2 separate regions of the Cyprinus carpio genome follow, and region 2 is linked to region 1. A link is a contact called in public Hi-C data. All regions are on one chromosome and are shown on one strand. The core of a region is the stretch at or near the end of the contact, and the rest is flanking DNA. Distances in the headings are between cores, read along the strand shown.

The links. Hi-C and Micro-C count contacts between places; a contact is called where the count stands out from the background.
Region 2: a Hi-C map of skeletal muscle shows a contact between it and region 1, with 2.7 times the contacts expected there. The contact joins the promoter of LOC109092881 here to the enhancer-like site in region 1. A contact is called at or near these places in 2 of 8 Hi-C or Micro-C datasets (both in skeletal muscle).

The regions. Positions count from the first base shown.
Region 1 is chrA7:34,938,128-34,941,333 of ASM1834038v1, reverse strand. The region is part of intron 2 of LOC109092881 (ankyrin repeat domain-containing protein 11-like); the gene reads left to right. Among protein-coding and RNA genes, the nearest start is that of LOC109092881, 62 kb to the left of the region's middle. Within about 2 kb of position 1,628, at least 1 of the 8 cell types and tissues checked has an H3K27ac peak or open chromatin away from gene starts, as enhancers often do. A contact at or near this core is called in skeletal muscle, where this site is marked.
Region 2 is chrA7:34,999,936-35,003,141 of ASM1834038v1, reverse strand. It overlaps LOC109092881 (ankyrin repeat domain-containing protein 11-like), which reads left to right and starts at 1,654. Exons shown (of 13, transcript XM_042760939.1): 1 at 1,654-2,049. LOC109092880 (paraplegin-like) reads right to left here and starts at 1,585. Exons shown (of 17, transcript XM_042760942.1): 1 at 1,455-1,585.

The sequences.
Region 1 (3,206 bases), core at 379-2,878:
GTATGTATTTGACTGTTCAAGTGTAATAAGGTGCAGAAGAAACCACCAAGCTGCCTCTTGGACAGCGTGATCGCTTCAGTTTTTTTTCCGCACCTTGTTACAGGTGTGTGCCAGACAGCAAGTTGTTTTCTGCAACTTATTGCACTTAACTCTTTTTAGCATCAAGCAAGTCATTTAAGTAACAGTTGGGTAACCAGTCTATTCTCTGCTATATGTTGACCTAAAACTTTGACTTTTCACATTGCTTTAAAGTAGCCTATTAAAATAATTCAGATATCGCATGCCATAGCAATATGCATATCGCATATATTTATATTTGCGATATTTCGATAATTTTGATATACTGTGCTGTCCTAGTTGCCAGTGGTGATCTAAGCAAAAATATTACTCGCAAATCAATATTTTTGTTTGCAGATGTGGCCGTTTTAGTCACAGTCTGGAGCCCTATTATGAAATGCTTTTGGATTTGTCCCTTCTGTCCAATACACAGTGGTGCAAAAAATGTCTGTATCGGTGATGGTACTGATCCCGGTGTTGGATCAGTGCATCCCTAGTGATCACCAGCAGACCGCATCAAATCTTTGATCTTTATTTTTATCTGTGCAATCTTATAAATCAGTTATTTGTTTTCTGTAATGCTATTCCCAATCTGGCACAGTCTTTTACTGCAGCATCAACTATTTGTTAACCCACATCACAAATGCACATAAAAGAGACCAAACTGTGTGTTTGTGTTCATCAGACAGTTTCTTCTGTTTGAGCAATTCTTTACTAGAACAAACAGCAAAGTTGACCAGACTTCATTCCAATAGTTTGACTGATGTCTGTTTAGTGTGGGTTCAGTAGTTTTGATGTGCTATGAGCAGGTCAGCATGTTCAAGCTATTTCTATAAAGACGTAAGCTTGATTATCTTTTACATAGTTGGTCTTTTGCACTCAGAGTTTGTTCTGTTTCATAAACTAGCTTCCCCTCTTCTAATCCTTGGCAGCATACTGTTGCTTTTGGCTTAGTATTTTTTGCTAAAATATATTTAAAGGACTCAGTTGTGAAGTAAACAAACCTCATTCTTGGTTAGCATGGTCTTGAGTTTGCTAGCTTCTGCTTCTACTTCTATTTTTTCATGGTTACAGTGTGCCTGTTTTAACCGTGACTGCTGCTTTCAGCAGATGTGTTGTGCTCCTAATGCATCTTGTGCTACCTAAGAGCAAGGATATTCACAGATTGCCTAATTTATTTTGCTTAAATTTGCTAAGAATCGTACCGGTTTTAATCAGTGGCAGTGCTGGTAATTTTGCAGTTATCTGCCTGCAAAATTAAGTATCCTAAGTGATGAGACAGCATACATTACCCAAAAATAAAAATGATTTATTCACTGTGACTATTTATATTGCTCAGATTCCGCAGTTAGGCTGTGTAGCAAAATATGAAATAGGATATTCTGCTAAGCATTTCACATGTCTAATCGTTGGTGAAACAACACACTTGTTTACTGTTGAACACTTGAAATCATCCCTAGTAGCTATTTTGAAAATACGAAGGGTTTTGTACATTCACATGCCATGGGGCTGGCCACTTGCAGTTGCCTTGACAACAGGCCGTTGGACTACACAATTTGCATGGGGGCAGAGAAGTAAGCATCAGCACATTACGTGACTGGGAATGAGATGAGCCCGATATACTGCTCAACTGCCCGTACTGAGACAAACACAAACTAATATAGCAACCTGAGGGTGCTTTCACACCTGTAGATCGATTGCATTGTTCCGAAAGAGGGATTAAAATTATAACAATGTTGCTTTTTATTCTTCAGAGTGCAGTTGCCATGTTCACATATCGTCGCTGTCCGATGAAAACCACGTATGTCCATTTTGCCGATTTTGAGATTTTTCGACGGATTGAATGTCCAGGTTCATTTCCGTATACAGTATGCTTTAAATATCTAAATGGCCAATGAAAAGTTGTGAAATCATGTCATCTGATTTTCACGTATATCCATTTGGTGTCAAAGCTGTCAATCACGCAGAGTATCTCCCGCCCTGTGGAAGCATCTCGCCGGTCTCGTTTCATCGAAGCGCAGCACTGGATAGCCGAATAACACTGTCAGGTAAAGTATCAGCAAACGTTTGTTTTTGACAACTGTTCTCAAGTTTATTATATATTTAATAAACTAAGACGTAGGCTATTTAATAAACTGAGCTTATTCATCTGTCAATATGAAACGCGACTTGGCCATTCTAATTAATGATCGGAAGAACGCGTATCGACCACCGTTACTGTAAAAATATGCACGTATGTCCATTTAAACTCAATTTTGGTCAAATGTGGATTATATCATTACACTGGCAAGAATATGGTTACATGTAAAGATGCCGTACCAAGTATGACAACGCTACATTCAACTGCTTTTGAAATACAGTGTTTTTTTTCACTTCCTGAAAAGTAACTGTTTTGGACATACGTGAGTTTCATCGGGCAGCGACGATATGCACAAATGAACCGAGCCAAGGGGGGAAACGTGCCAGGTTCCTGAAACAACGGGCCAGGTGTGAAAGCACCCTAACACTTCTTAAGCTTATGATTAAATGGAAATACAGAGGGAATAATATGGAATTACATTCTGGTTAGAATGCTGGTTAGAATTAGTTTGATTTCATTCTGTGAAAGACTAGGGGAATGTGCAGACAGTTGGGTTCTATCAGCACAGTATGTGTCTCCAGCACAATTCATTATTGCTCTTCCATATTTTATTATAATAATAATTTGTAAATTAATCACTTCTCTTTGTTTTGCAGTTTTCTAATTTTTCAATTTTAATTGCGTGTTTTTTGTTGTTGTTTTAATACAAATTAAAAAAAACTTGTCACACCAAAAAAAGCACCTTTTAAACTGAAAATTTGAAAAACATTCCTAGTCTTGCTAGTTGTGTGGGGTAAGTCTTGATGAAATTGAGTAGACACTGTATCCTTTCATATAGCCTATCTCTACTGTCCTTTCACTGACACCATGATCAGTGTGCTGCTGAAGTGGCTACTTGTACAAGCTCCTGTCTTTCCTGCTGCTGTACGTTGGAGCGCTGTGGTCAGGGGAAATAAAAAGCCACGTCTGTCTGCTCCATATTAGATTTCCAGCTCCACAGACACGTCCAGTTGAGATTTTCCAGCTCTGTGACCTTTAGTAAGACCCCAGCCACCCTCCTCCTCTTTTT
Region 2 (3,206 bases), core at 405-2,904, 62 kb before region 1:
ACAATGCTTATTCGGAATTTAGATAACCCACCTGAACGTGTCCTGATGTTAGACCTCGTTTGTTTGGAGTCAATAAATGCAAGTTTGAAGTCACATTGCTCTCCACTTTTCTGCTGGCTTGAAAACAGCAGAAACGAGACGATAACGACCAAACCCGTTTGTCGTAACATTTGCTTCCGCGCTGCAAAAGTAGCGCTGCCATATTAAAAGCTGGTTTATCGCGTCGCTTGGATCAGAACATACTAACTTATTCCAAAATAAATAGCAGTCTTTAATGTGACCTCTTTAAGAGTTGCTATTCTTTAGCTGTCATCGTGATTCTTATCCAACACAGACAAATATAGCTGCTGTAAAACAACAAGCGCGTCTTCTACTCGAATATATCTGAAACATACCGAACAAATAAAATGCGGCGGGTAAAAACTGTCTTAAATTATACAATTACAAGGACGTTACAATGGTGTGCTGACTACTAACTCCGTGAACTCTAATGATGTTTACTGTACGGGCTTGAGAAACATGTCTATTCAACTTTCACCTTCGGGATCAGCCAATCAGGACGGAAAGAGCTCGAGAAAGGGCTGATGGGAAATATAGTTCTACTTGCACGTTTATAAAACCCCCAAAAACTACAAACAGTTCTAGTTGGGCATGCGCAGACAACGACTGTAATTTGATGTTAAAAATGTAGTTATAGCGCAAAAATAAATATAGTCTAGTTATAGGGTAGAAATATAGACAAATCATTATATCATTATATATATATATATATATATATATATATATATATATATATATATATATATATATATATATATATATATATATATAAAATAAGATTTCACATGTCTGATATCCTTCTTTGTACTGGCAGGTATGAGCCTGTGTGGTTTCAGATGTATTTTATGTTGGGATATGAAGTGAGGACAGAACAATTGAGTATAATTATGACAAGTTGGTCAAGAATTGAGGATATATCTCAGACAGACAGCTCTAGTCTCCTTTCAACAGAGGGAGCCATTGCGTTATTCTGCTCGGCAAGAAATCGGTGTCACGGTTGAGGCTTGTGACGTCAAATCGAAAATAAAACAAAAATCAATACATCTAACATACATTTATCAGACAACAGTAAATGAAAGCAAATCGTGCTGTGGCTGATGAGCTCGCAATCCGTCACCGGCAAACAGTTCGTAATATTCATAAAGTATGCTGAAGATAGCAATCAACGGCTGTTTTTAGATCAATCTGAATTAATGAAGGGATAAACAATTTCGGTGGAGCTCTGTTCACTCGTGTCTTAAAATACGAAAACATACACACACACACACACACACACACACACACACACACACACACACACACACACACACACACACACACACACACACACAAAAAAAACACATTAACGCAATTTTACTACATTTACCCACACAGGTTCTCCATTTTCCTCTCACCCAAATGGAGCTCGCAAAACATGCCACTGTCTACGCCATTCCGGCTCGAGGTCGCCAAAGAAAACAACGTAGAATCTTCCCTGGCAAGAACCACAATGGCGCCAGTTTCACAGTTACAACGGGGAACAAACAGTGACCGCCCATACGCGTCAGCCTATCACAATCCGCGTATCAACTCCTATCGTCCGCTTTTCGTCAGCGCGAGTCAAAGGCCGATCGAAACGGTTCGGAAGGAGTCGGACGGAGAGGATTAACTTGAAGCGGATTTTTATTTTTTCACCTCTGATCAAGCCAAATCAGCAAACGTAACGTTACGGAGACCCGTGGACTGTTTAAAGGGACAGATGGAGAGTTTATAACCACTTCTCTTACCAGTTTATTGGAGCCCTGAGAGATTTTAATCATCGCATTCTGCGGGAGGTAATCACTGATTAGCTTAGCACGCTGGCGCGAGCGCGGACTGAGATGAGCGTCGCGCGCCTCGGATGTTCCCGCATCGGAGCTCGCTGAAGCAGAAGGCCTCAAATGGGAAAAACAAGCATCGGGAGGGAATACCAAGTATAATTTTGTAGATGTAGCTCACGTTTTGAAGAAGGTAAGCCATTTTAAGCTGCTCTTTACTCTTTTAAAAGGCATTTCGTGACGAAAAAACATCTGTGCGTCCTCTCATGCGTCGACTTTCACGGTTAGACCGCTAACGGCTTTAGCCCCGTTGCTAACTGGAGTTTGTTTCCCTCCCCCACCCCGAAGTCGAGGAAATGTTTGCGTATTGCTCAAAATCTATACATTTTGTCAGACTGTGCGCATTTATTGATCCATACGGGTTGTATTGATCTATAATACTAATATTCGGTAATGACTGAAGGTGAGCATATGAAGCTGGAGAAATGAAAATAACCCTCGTCATGTTGTGGTTCTCTCTCTCTGGGAATCGGATATGGCCAGACGGGCTCTGCTGCCCTGCAGAAGTCAGCCACTGGGATGGGCATCTTAATACATCAACATGTAGGTTTCAAGGGCACATATGAGAAGTAAATATTGTTGACTTCACATTGATAATGTGTGCTGAAGTAGCTGCAGGGATTGTGAAATTCCAGAATAAGATCTGTAATAAGAATTTGCGTGGGGTTATCAGTGCACCATTCAGACTGTAAATATTAGATCACTGCAACACACGCATTTCTTAGTGTTTTTATGAGATTGGTCATATTATGATGGCAACGTGAATTCAGCTTGGTTTGTTTTTCATTTCTCATATTTAACAGGGATTTGTTTCTGGCATGAAGAAAACACACACACGGTTTAGTTGCATAATAGATTTCACGCAATATCCACGAAGGAGGATTCAGTGCTACATTCATCCTATTTTACCAAATTAAGGATTTTCTTGATGTATACCTGTATTCTCAATGTGGCTAACCATTTTCTGTATGTTAGGCTAAATGTTCTTTATTTTTGATTTAGAACAGCAAGACCTGAACTTCACCATCTTACGTGGTGTGAAAAGACATTTTGTGAAGGTTGCTTGTGGATGTGATTCGTCTGTGCTTGTTTAGGCATTGTGTGGTGTGATTGTTTACTTCAGCAAGGATCTGCATTGAAGCAAGACCTTACAGTACTTCTTTAAAGGGTGATCTGATGGATAGAGCCAGTCTATCAAAGTTTGTGATGAAGTAGACAGAGCTGGTGTTGGTGCAGTGGAAGAACACTGCGGCGGTGTTGGGGCGTTAGCACACTCTCTCCCTCTCTTCA